Linked DNA regions of Mus musculus: region 2 is linked to region 1. A link is a contact called in public Micro-C data. All regions are on one chromosome and are shown on one strand. Each heading gives the region's core, a stretch centred on a gene start, on an enhancer-like site or on the middle of the called end of the contact. The rest is flanking DNA. Distances are from core to core; before and after follow the strand shown. Region 1 overlaps Sox13 (SRY (sex determining region Y)-box 13). Region 2 holds the start of Optc (opticin).

What was found. A called contact is a pair of places that touch in the nucleus more often than the background predicts.
Region 2: a Micro-C map of the G1E-ER4 cell line shows a contact between it and region 1, with 5 times the contacts expected there. The contact joins the promoter of Optc here to the enhancer-like site in region 1. A contact is called at or near these places in 3 of 39 promoter capture datasets (embryonic stem cells, hippocampal neurons and pre-B cells), 3 of 15 datasets of contacts at CTCF or cohesin (embryonic stem cells, large pre-B cells and pro-B cells), 23 of 484 Hi-C or Micro-C datasets (the 63-12 cell line, the AML12 cell line, B cells and 13 more) and 3 of 9 other capture datasets (adipose tissue, embryonic stem cells and liver).

The regions. Positions count from the first base shown.
Region 1 is chr1:133,383,553-133,387,857 of GRCm38.p6, reverse strand. It overlaps Sox13 (SRY (sex determining region Y)-box 13), which reads left to right. Exons shown (of 14, transcript NM_011439.2): 8 at 692-774; 9 at 930-1,092; 10 at 1,564-1,673; 11 at 1,768-1,864; 12 at 2,249-2,392; 13 at 3,185-3,401; 14 at 3,934-4,305. The coding sequence ends at 4,207. Among named protein-coding and RNA genes, the nearest start is that of Etnk2, 22 kb to the right of the region's middle. Within about 2 kb of position 2,152, at least 63 of the 459 cell types and tissues checked have an H3K27ac peak or open chromatin away from gene starts, as enhancers often do. A contact at or near this core is called in the Ba/F3 cell line, the G1E-ER4 cell line, the N1E-115 cell line and 3 more, where this site is marked.
Region 2 is chr1:133,905,029-133,909,333 of GRCm38.p6, reverse strand. Optc (opticin) reads left to right here and starts at 2,161. Exons shown (of 7, transcript NM_054076.3): 1 at 2,161-2,403; 2 at 4,078-4,305. The coding sequence starts at 2,300.

The DNA of each region.
Region 1 (4,305 bases), core at 903-3,402:
CATCATCCTCAAATATCCTCCATCTTACTACCCCAACTCCACCCTGGCTGAAACTGAGTGTCCTCCTCTGAGCCCTTATCACTACCTGCTGTGCTGCTAGTGATTGATACACAGTCTTATCTCTGCTGCTTTCCTTCTTGATTCTAAGCCCAGTGAGGTAAAGTAGATAGGAGGGAGAGAACTGTCTAGGCCAAGGGATGGGTTATGGAGTCTAGACCTGGGTTCAAATCCTGCCGCCGCCGCCATTTAATTTGTTTGTGGACAGCCCGCTGAATTTACAAGGTCTGTTTCCTTACCTGTTAGGTTGTATAGAGAGCCCTGACTAATACACCTGTAAGATGAGGCTGTTGCTTTGAGTAACCCTTACGTACCATACATTTTATCTTAGAGGGGAAGCACACGCAGTAGCTTTGCCCCCTACACACAGCAGGGACAAGACCCGAGGGTGCCGTCCCTTGTGTGTGCATGGGGAGCTCTTTAGAGTGGGTTGGAAAGGGCAGGCAAGGCCATCAGCCTGCAGGGGCCATATGGGAAGAGGGATAGATGGTTCCCTGCACTACCTTAGCCTGACAACAACAGGAAAGGTTGGACCAGCTCTACACTCTGCCCTGTGGTCCTGGGGCCTGTCACTTGGTGCCTGCTATTCTGGGCTCACCTGGGACTTTGTCCCTTGCCGCTTTTCTTTCCCCAGTGGAATACCCACTGCAGCTGCTGCACAGCCCGCCTGCCCCTGTGGTGAAGAGGTCGGGGGTGGCCGCCCACCACCCCCTGCAGGTACTCCTTTGCCTACCTTTGCTGCCTGGGAGCCCCTCCCTTGCGGAGCCAATGTCCCTCTTTGCTCTTGGCTCACTCGCCTTGAGTCCTGTCTGTCCTGTGATGGGGTGGTCCTCCTTGGGTGTTTCTCATTCTCTGTCTTTTTGGGTCGGCAGGAGCCCCCACAACCACTGAACCTCACAGCCAAGCCCAAGGTACCTGAGCTGCCCAACACCTCCAGCTCTCCCAGCCTGAAGATGAACAGTTGTGGGCCTCGCCCCGCCAGCCATGGGGCTCCCACAAGGGACCTGCAATCCAGCCCCCCCAGCCTGCCTCTGGGTAAGCCTTTTCATCTGCTCTCACCTTAGACGACAGTGAGTCGTCTCACCTTAGACAGTTGAGCCAGACGCCACCTTGGGCACGGTCCTTCCCTTTCTCCGTTCTAGTTTGGGGTTTTTAAACAGTTCTAAGGTACTCCCATCACCGAGCTCCACCCCAGCCTCTGCTTTCTTAAAGCCGGGGATGAGGCTTGCTCTGAGGACGCCTCCTTCCATGGCGCCTTTGTTCTCCAGGATCAGATTAGACAGCATGGGGTCAGGCCACTGAGCTGCGCATCTGAGAGAGTTGCCTCATTCCCGACCCTTGGCACCCTGCAGCAGGCAGTCCTCAGGGAGGTGTGGGGATGGGCAGGGAGTGTACTGCCACAAGGAGACCCTTAGGTGTGACGTGGCAGGAAGCATAAATATGTGGGCTGCTCCTGGGACAAAGCCCTCGGGTCCCTGCCCTTCACTTTGTTCCCTCTCCAAACAGGCTTCCTCGGTGAAGGGGACGCCGTCACCAAAGCCATCCAGGATGCCCGGCAGCTGCTGCACAGCCACAGTGGGGCTTTGGAAAACTCCCCCAATACCCCATTCCGGAAGGTATGGGCCAATCTTCCTCTGCCCAGAGGACAGGAAGATGAAGACAGGATGACAGAGGAAGTACTCATGCCCACATTGTCTCTGTCACCTGCAGGACCTCATCAGCCTGGACTCCTCCCCGGCCAAGGAGCGGCTGGAGGAGAGCTGTGTGCATCCCCTGGAGGAAGCCATGCTGAGCTGTGACATGGATGGTGAGAGCTCTGGCGCTGGGCGCCACTTAACTCCACTAGGGCTGTGTCCGTCCCTGATTCCTTCCTCCCTCCTTTCTTGGGTCCTTCCTGGCATGTGTCTCCATTGTTCCCTGGTGTCTCTATCCGTGGGTCGTCTTCTGGTATCTTGTAACAACTCTGTGGAGCCCTGCTTCTCTGGATCTTTGCTGTGCCTGTTCTCTGGCCGTGGTGGGCCTCTGCTTACCGCTGGCCTTCGCTTCCCTCCTCATCCTCTACTTCCTGCCTTGCTAGGCCTGAGCTGACTTCTCTATGAGCCTCATCAGTGCCTCCTGGTGGCCATGCAAGGGATATCTCTGCCAGCCCCAAAGCTGTTGCCTGCCTGACTCTTACCTACCCATCCTCCAGGCTCCCGTCATTTTTCCGAGTCTCGGAACAGCAGCCACATCAAGAGACCCATGAATGCCTTCATGGTGTGGGCCAAGGATGAACGGAGGAAAATTCTCCAGGCCTTCCCAGACATGCATAACTCCAGCATCAGCAAGATCCTTGGTAAGGGCCAGGGCGTGGGTCCTCTGCAGCTCAGGGTGTTGAGCCCAGGGGACATAGCTCAGTAGGACTGGGTCTGTTTGGAGTTTTCATGCCTTATTGAATCCTGGTAGAATCTTACCAGGTGTAGCAGTTGAGATGTTCTTGGCAGCTGGATCCTAGGACCTTGTACCAGCGCAGGGCTCTTTTGGTTGTCCCTCCCCTTGGGATTTTGTGTATTCTTTACCACCTCCAAACACCCGGTGCCTCTTATGGCCTGTGCTTTGGCAGAAAATAGAGACTAGCATTGTGGACCATTGGTATAGAGACTTTGTGTCAGAGGCTGAGGAGCGGGCAGGGCCGACAAGTCTGAATAAGGGTGGTGTTTTCATGGCTGAGTCCCCTCCAGTAACTGCGCGGGTTTCTTGTCTGGAACACCAGGGTTGTTTTCGGCTTTCCCATGTCTACCCTGGCCCATGCTCTACCACTGAGCTACACCCCAGATTCACATCGGATACTTGATGGCTTGGAGTGGCTGCTCTTTCGTGAATGCCTTTGGGGCGGAGACCTCTCAGGGGTGCCGAGTTGTTTGACATGAGAATGGTACAGACTCCCCGTCATTGCCAGCCTCATCTCTTCCTGGCCCAGCATCCAGGGAGCATCCACACTTGGCCAGGCCCTTGATGAGTGCTTATGCCTTATCATTTTTGATCCCAATTGAAGACCAGGGTCCAATCAGGACTTCTAGCTAGGGCTTGGAACCTGGTGGGGTACCACGAGAGTCTGGCCCTTAGTTTTTGCCTGGTATTGGATCAGGTTCTCGCTGGAAGTCCATGACCAACCAGGAGAAACAGCCGTACTACGAGGAGCAGGCCCGTCTGAGCCGGCAGCACCTGGAGAAATACCCTGACTATAAGTACAAGCCAAGGCCTAAGCGTACCTGTGTCGTGGAGGGCCGGCGGCTGCGAGTGGGCGAGTACAAGGCCTTGATGAGGACACGGCGCCAGGGTGCTCGCCAAAGCTACACCATCCCGTGAGCAGGCCCTCCCTGGTGGCCAGAGGCGGCTTGTGGCTGCTGTGAGAGACTGGGGTTGTGTGTGTGTCTGGTCTTTGTGTGAGGCAGGCAGAGCAGCCAGCAAGGATCTGGGAGCAGAGTTGTGTGCCATCTGCCTGTGTGTGACCCCTGATGGATAATGACTGTGTGCGAGACTGGTGACTGGGAGTTGGGTATAAGACCTAAACTGGGGCACCTGCAGCCTGACAAACGCAGGGCAAATTGAGAACACCACAGGTATTCATCCCGTAGGAAGGCCCCTTATTTGACCATGACAGGCACTAGGGTAGAGTTCTGTGGTCAATGACACTAAAACAAAATAATATTCACGTGCCACCGTCCAACATACCCTCGACTCTGAGCTTTCGAGCTATAGCTGGCAGTGAATTTGGCCATCAGGAAGCACACGCAAGGGCCAGAGTATGCCGGTTACCCAGCCTGCAGGGAGGGCTGGAAGGGCTGGGAGGGCACATGGGTACATCTGTAATTGCGAATTTTCTCTGCCTCTCAGCCCGCAGGCTGGCCAGGCACAGGTGAGCTCAGATATCCTGTTCCCTCGGGCAGCGGGCTTGCCCCTGGCACGTCCACTGGTGGAGCACTATGACCCCCAGGGCCTGGACCCCAACATGCCTGTCATCATCAATACCTGCAGTCTCCGGGAGGAAGGGGAGGGCACAGATGACAGGCACTCGGTGGCCGATGGAGAGATGTACCGGTACAGCGAGGACGAGGACTCAGAGGGTGACGAGAAGAGTGATGAGGAGCTGGTGGTACTCACAGACTGATCCCCAGCTCGCTGGGCCCGGCCCGTCACCGCTGGGGGAAAGACCTTGTTCCCATCCGGACAGGCACAGCCAGCCTTCCTGAACTATCTTGGTACTTG
Region 2 (4,305 bases), core at 912-3,411, 520 kb before region 1:
TTTGGCTACCGAGGGGGATTCTCAACCCGCCTAACCTAGGCTGTCTTGTGGAGGATGAAAACTAACAGATGCCCTCGGCCAGCCCTACCTGCCTGGTGTGTGCCAGGCAGGCCCCAGGAAGGAATTCAAAGCTGGAGGATGCATACCCCATGCCATTGGGGAATTAATTTCTTGATAAGAGGGTGGGGTGTATGCACGAATTCTTTTCTCTTAGTTGTAATGATGTTAACTGTATGCAACTCAGCCTGGGAAGTCTCGCGTGAGCCGGCTCTGAAGAATGAAAGCGTATGACTTGGAAGGAGAGGAGATACGAATCGGTAGCTAGCTAGGCTGGAGTCCACATCGGAGTGGATGGGGGTTCCCAGTTTTCAGCTGCGAATACCAAAAGGCAGGCGGGTCTCTGAACTTTTCTGCCCTCCTCTCTCACTGCCCACAACAGGGCAGCAGCAGGGTCAACTGGCCAGACTTCTGTGTCCACATGGCCTGTTGCCTCTAGCTCACCAGTAACACCTCGTGTCTCTGTTAAAGGGCAGCGCTTGGCAGGCTCGTGGATCAGGGGCTGTGCCCGCCCGCCTGCCGCTTCCCACACAGGTCCACGTTCCCATCCACCAATGCCCCCGAAATCCATGGGAACGACCGACCGCAAGCTTGTGAAGGCGGGAATAGAAGCTGGGAGAAAGTGTAGGATGAGAGCCTGCCTGCATCGCAGGGTTTGCCTGGGGGGGCGGGGGGGCGGGGGGCGGGGAGTGCGTGGGAGCAGGCGCAGGCGCTGTGCAGGGCTGGCTGCGCAGCCTGGGATTGCGGGGGCGGACGCTCAGGCGAGATGGCGCGACTGGGGCGGGGTGGGGTGGGAGAGGAGCGGCGGGAGTGTGAAGGGGGGTGTGTCACCGAGAGCAGGGAGAAGTGTGAGAGCAGGTGGCAGGGGGAAATGAATGAACAGTCTCATCTATATTCCTTGTAGGGATAAATTGCGTGGAGTTGGGAGGGGGCCACGGTCTCGGCTGTCTGTGGGGCCCGAGGGTCTCTGGAAGAACAGAATGAAGGGGTAGGGCCAGCCAAATGTGCCATCTGCTTCGAGGGCGTCCTCTTGGCTTGTGACTTTTATCTCCTTCCACCCAGCCGAGTTTCTGAAGCTGTCAGTTCCCAGATGGGGGATCTCCGAGACAAAACAGCCTTGTTCTGGCAGGCGGCCTCTTCTGGCTGCCGGAATCCCCTTCCCACAGCAGCTGAGGAGTCCTCGGGGTCTATTAGGTCTGCCCACTCACCTGGCATCGCAAGCTGGGGGTGGGTTCTGCTAAGGCCATCTGTTCTGAGGGTAGAGTCACTGTGTTCTCAGGATTCCTGAGATGAAGTTGTAAGAAGGTGAGCCTTGTGAACTCAGAATCTAACACTCAAAATGTAGTGCTCGGCTAGGCCTGGGTGACCTTGGACCAATCGTTTCTCTTTTGCCCTCTGTTTCGTCCTGTATCGGTGGTCTTCAGAGGGCCTCCCTGCTGGGATTCAGGGTGTGACCAGAGGAAAGGAGGAGGGGGTGGAGAGCATCTGAGAAGAGCCTGGGCAGCGGAATCCGGATGACATTCGCCAGCCCCTACCCTCTTCTGGGGATATCTGAGGCACATCCCAAAGAAAGATGGGGCCCATGGAAAGTCAGAGTTGGGAGAGAAGTGTTAGGTTCCAGGCCAGAGGCTATGCACAATGACAATGTCTTGGGTGTTTGTAAGCCAATGTCCCACTCCTGTCCTTGTCCTTTCTTCCTACGGGAGTTAGAGAACTTCCTGTCTTGTTGTTGGTGACCACTGCTTGTGAGCTTGAAGTTAGTCTTTACATCTTACCCGACTCCCTGTCTCCTGCTGTACCACCACAGTGCTCTAGGGATAGGGCTGAGTGGGGTGCCCCAGTTCAAGCTCTTTTTTTCTTTGGATTCCATCTATGAAGTCCAGTGTCGTTATTTCTGAGGGAGTGGAGGTGGGGTGGGGTGGGGGATGGGGATGGGGACAGGGACAGCAAGCTCCATCCATCCAAGAAACCTCAGCTTGGATGAGTCTTCTGGAATCTAACTGACCAACCCTCAAAGATCAGAGAAGAAGGTGTAGCGGCCATGAGTGTGTGTGTGTGTGTGTGTGTGTGTGTGTGTGTGTGTTCACCCCCACACAAAGAATTCCTGTTCATTAAGTGAAGAAATGAGATTAGGGACCCCTGAGGAAAAAGGAAGGGAAACAGCAGGGCACTTGAAAGAATGGGGAATCTAATTAGACACATGCATCCCTGGCCAACCACTCGTCCTCTCCCTGGCCAATAGATGAGGGGGTGTCTAGCTGTCCCCTGCTCTGACAGGCAGTCATCATCTCCACCAGAAGCTCCCTGGAAGCTGCTGAGCCAGACGGAACCAAAAGCATCTAAAAGGTAAGGTCCAAGGTTGGAGGCCTCATGCCCACTGGCACAAAAGCAAAGGGATGGAGTCGGGGCTGTGGCAGGAACTGGGCAGAGAATGGCAAGAGTACAAGGCTCTGATCAAAGAAGCTGCGAGGGGCTTCCGGGTGGTCAGTAAACTGCCTTGGGGGTGGTCTTGAAGAGCATAGATTTCAGTTTGGAGTGGGAATAGGGAACAGAGAGATACGACCTCTTACTACTGCTGGGGACTTACCATTCAGCCCGGCTGAGATTAGGAAGAAACCTGCGCAGGCGGCTTTGGGAGGGCTGTGTAATCAGCTGCAGATGGATGGCTACGATGCTGCAGGCACTTCCGTATCCACAGCACACTCAGCCCTCCACCTGCCTGCACAGATGTGAGTGACCTGCAGACGACGTCTGTGCTCATACGCCTGCACACCATGTCCTCCCAGGAACCCAAGTGCAGACACATATGTATACAGATAGCTGCCGAGCTTTCTGATGGCAAAACACTGCAGAACCTCATACCAACCCTCTGCTTTCCACAACGTGTTTCTAAAATGCTGCATTTCTAAGGCGATGTTACCAGCCAACGTCCTTCTTTTACATTGTATGTTAAGTTCTAAGACTTTGTCTCCAAAGTGACTGGTTGTTCCTACAAAGGACTGGACCTCATTCCTTTCTGCACCTCCAGAGAGAGGAATATCCGGGGACTACAACTTAATAAACGTCCCATGGATGTTTAAGTGACTGAAGGACCGAGTGGCCTTAGAGTAGCCACAAGTAGGGTTAGGGAGAGAGCTCAGTCGGTAGCAGGCTTGTCTAACATGCTTGAAGCTCTGTGCTAGATACCCAGCATTTCATACACCAGGCATGATAGTGCACACCTGTAATCCCAGCCCATGGGAGGTAGAGGCAGGAGGATCAAAAGTTCAAAGTCCTTCTCCACTACATAAGTTTGAAGCCAACCTAGGGTACATGAGAGCCTATCTCACAAAAAAAAAGAAAAAGAAAAAAGGAAACAAAAGTCTCTCTCTCTCTCTCTCTCTCTCTCTCTCTCTCTCTCTCTCTCTCTCTCGTTTTTTTGAGACAGGGTTTCTCTGTATAGCCCTGGCTGTCCTGGAACTCACTTTGTAGACCAGGCTGGCCTCGAATTCAGAATTCTGCCCGCCTCTGCCTCCCAAGTACTGGGATCAAAGGAATGCGCTACCATGCCCAGCCAAAAGTCTCTTTAATGTAGTTTTTCTAAGGCTATTTTGTTGTTGTTATTGCTGCTACTGTTTTTGTTTTGTTTTGTTTTTTGTTTTGATGAGAGGGGGGGGGGTTTCTCCTGAATATGTGGTTGTTTCTTAGAGAATATTGGTGCAAATGCACCAGTGCCCAGCAGGTGAGTAAACATGGGACTCTGGTATGCACGTCTGTGGTGAAATGAGTAAGCCAGCCTGTGGAAGCTGTCCACAGGAGCCCGAGTGATGGATCACCACACTGTGAGGCGCAGTGGGAATGATGGCTAAAGATACCTCCAGATACAGACCGGACTTTAAAGAGTGTGAGATGAGGATGCTGAGTGAGCTTGTGTGTCAGAGGGCAAGAGTGAGCAAGTATGCAGGTTGGAGGCTGCCTAACTTGGTGAGCCATTCTTACAAGCCAAGCTAAAATAACGGCCCTTCTGCCCTCTACCCACAGGATGTACCTCAGAGGGATTCAGCCATTCCCACTCCTACCCCTCCCTCAGAACCTCATGAAGTTCCTGGCTTTCCTGAGTCTGTTGAGCTTGGTGCTGCAGAAGGCAGAGACAGCTTCTCTCCTAGGGGAGAGAGAAAGAGAAGAGCAGAGCCCTGAGGAAGGTGACACTTACGCGTCCCTGTATGTGGGGAACCATACCCTGAGCATAGAGGACTACAACGAGGTCAT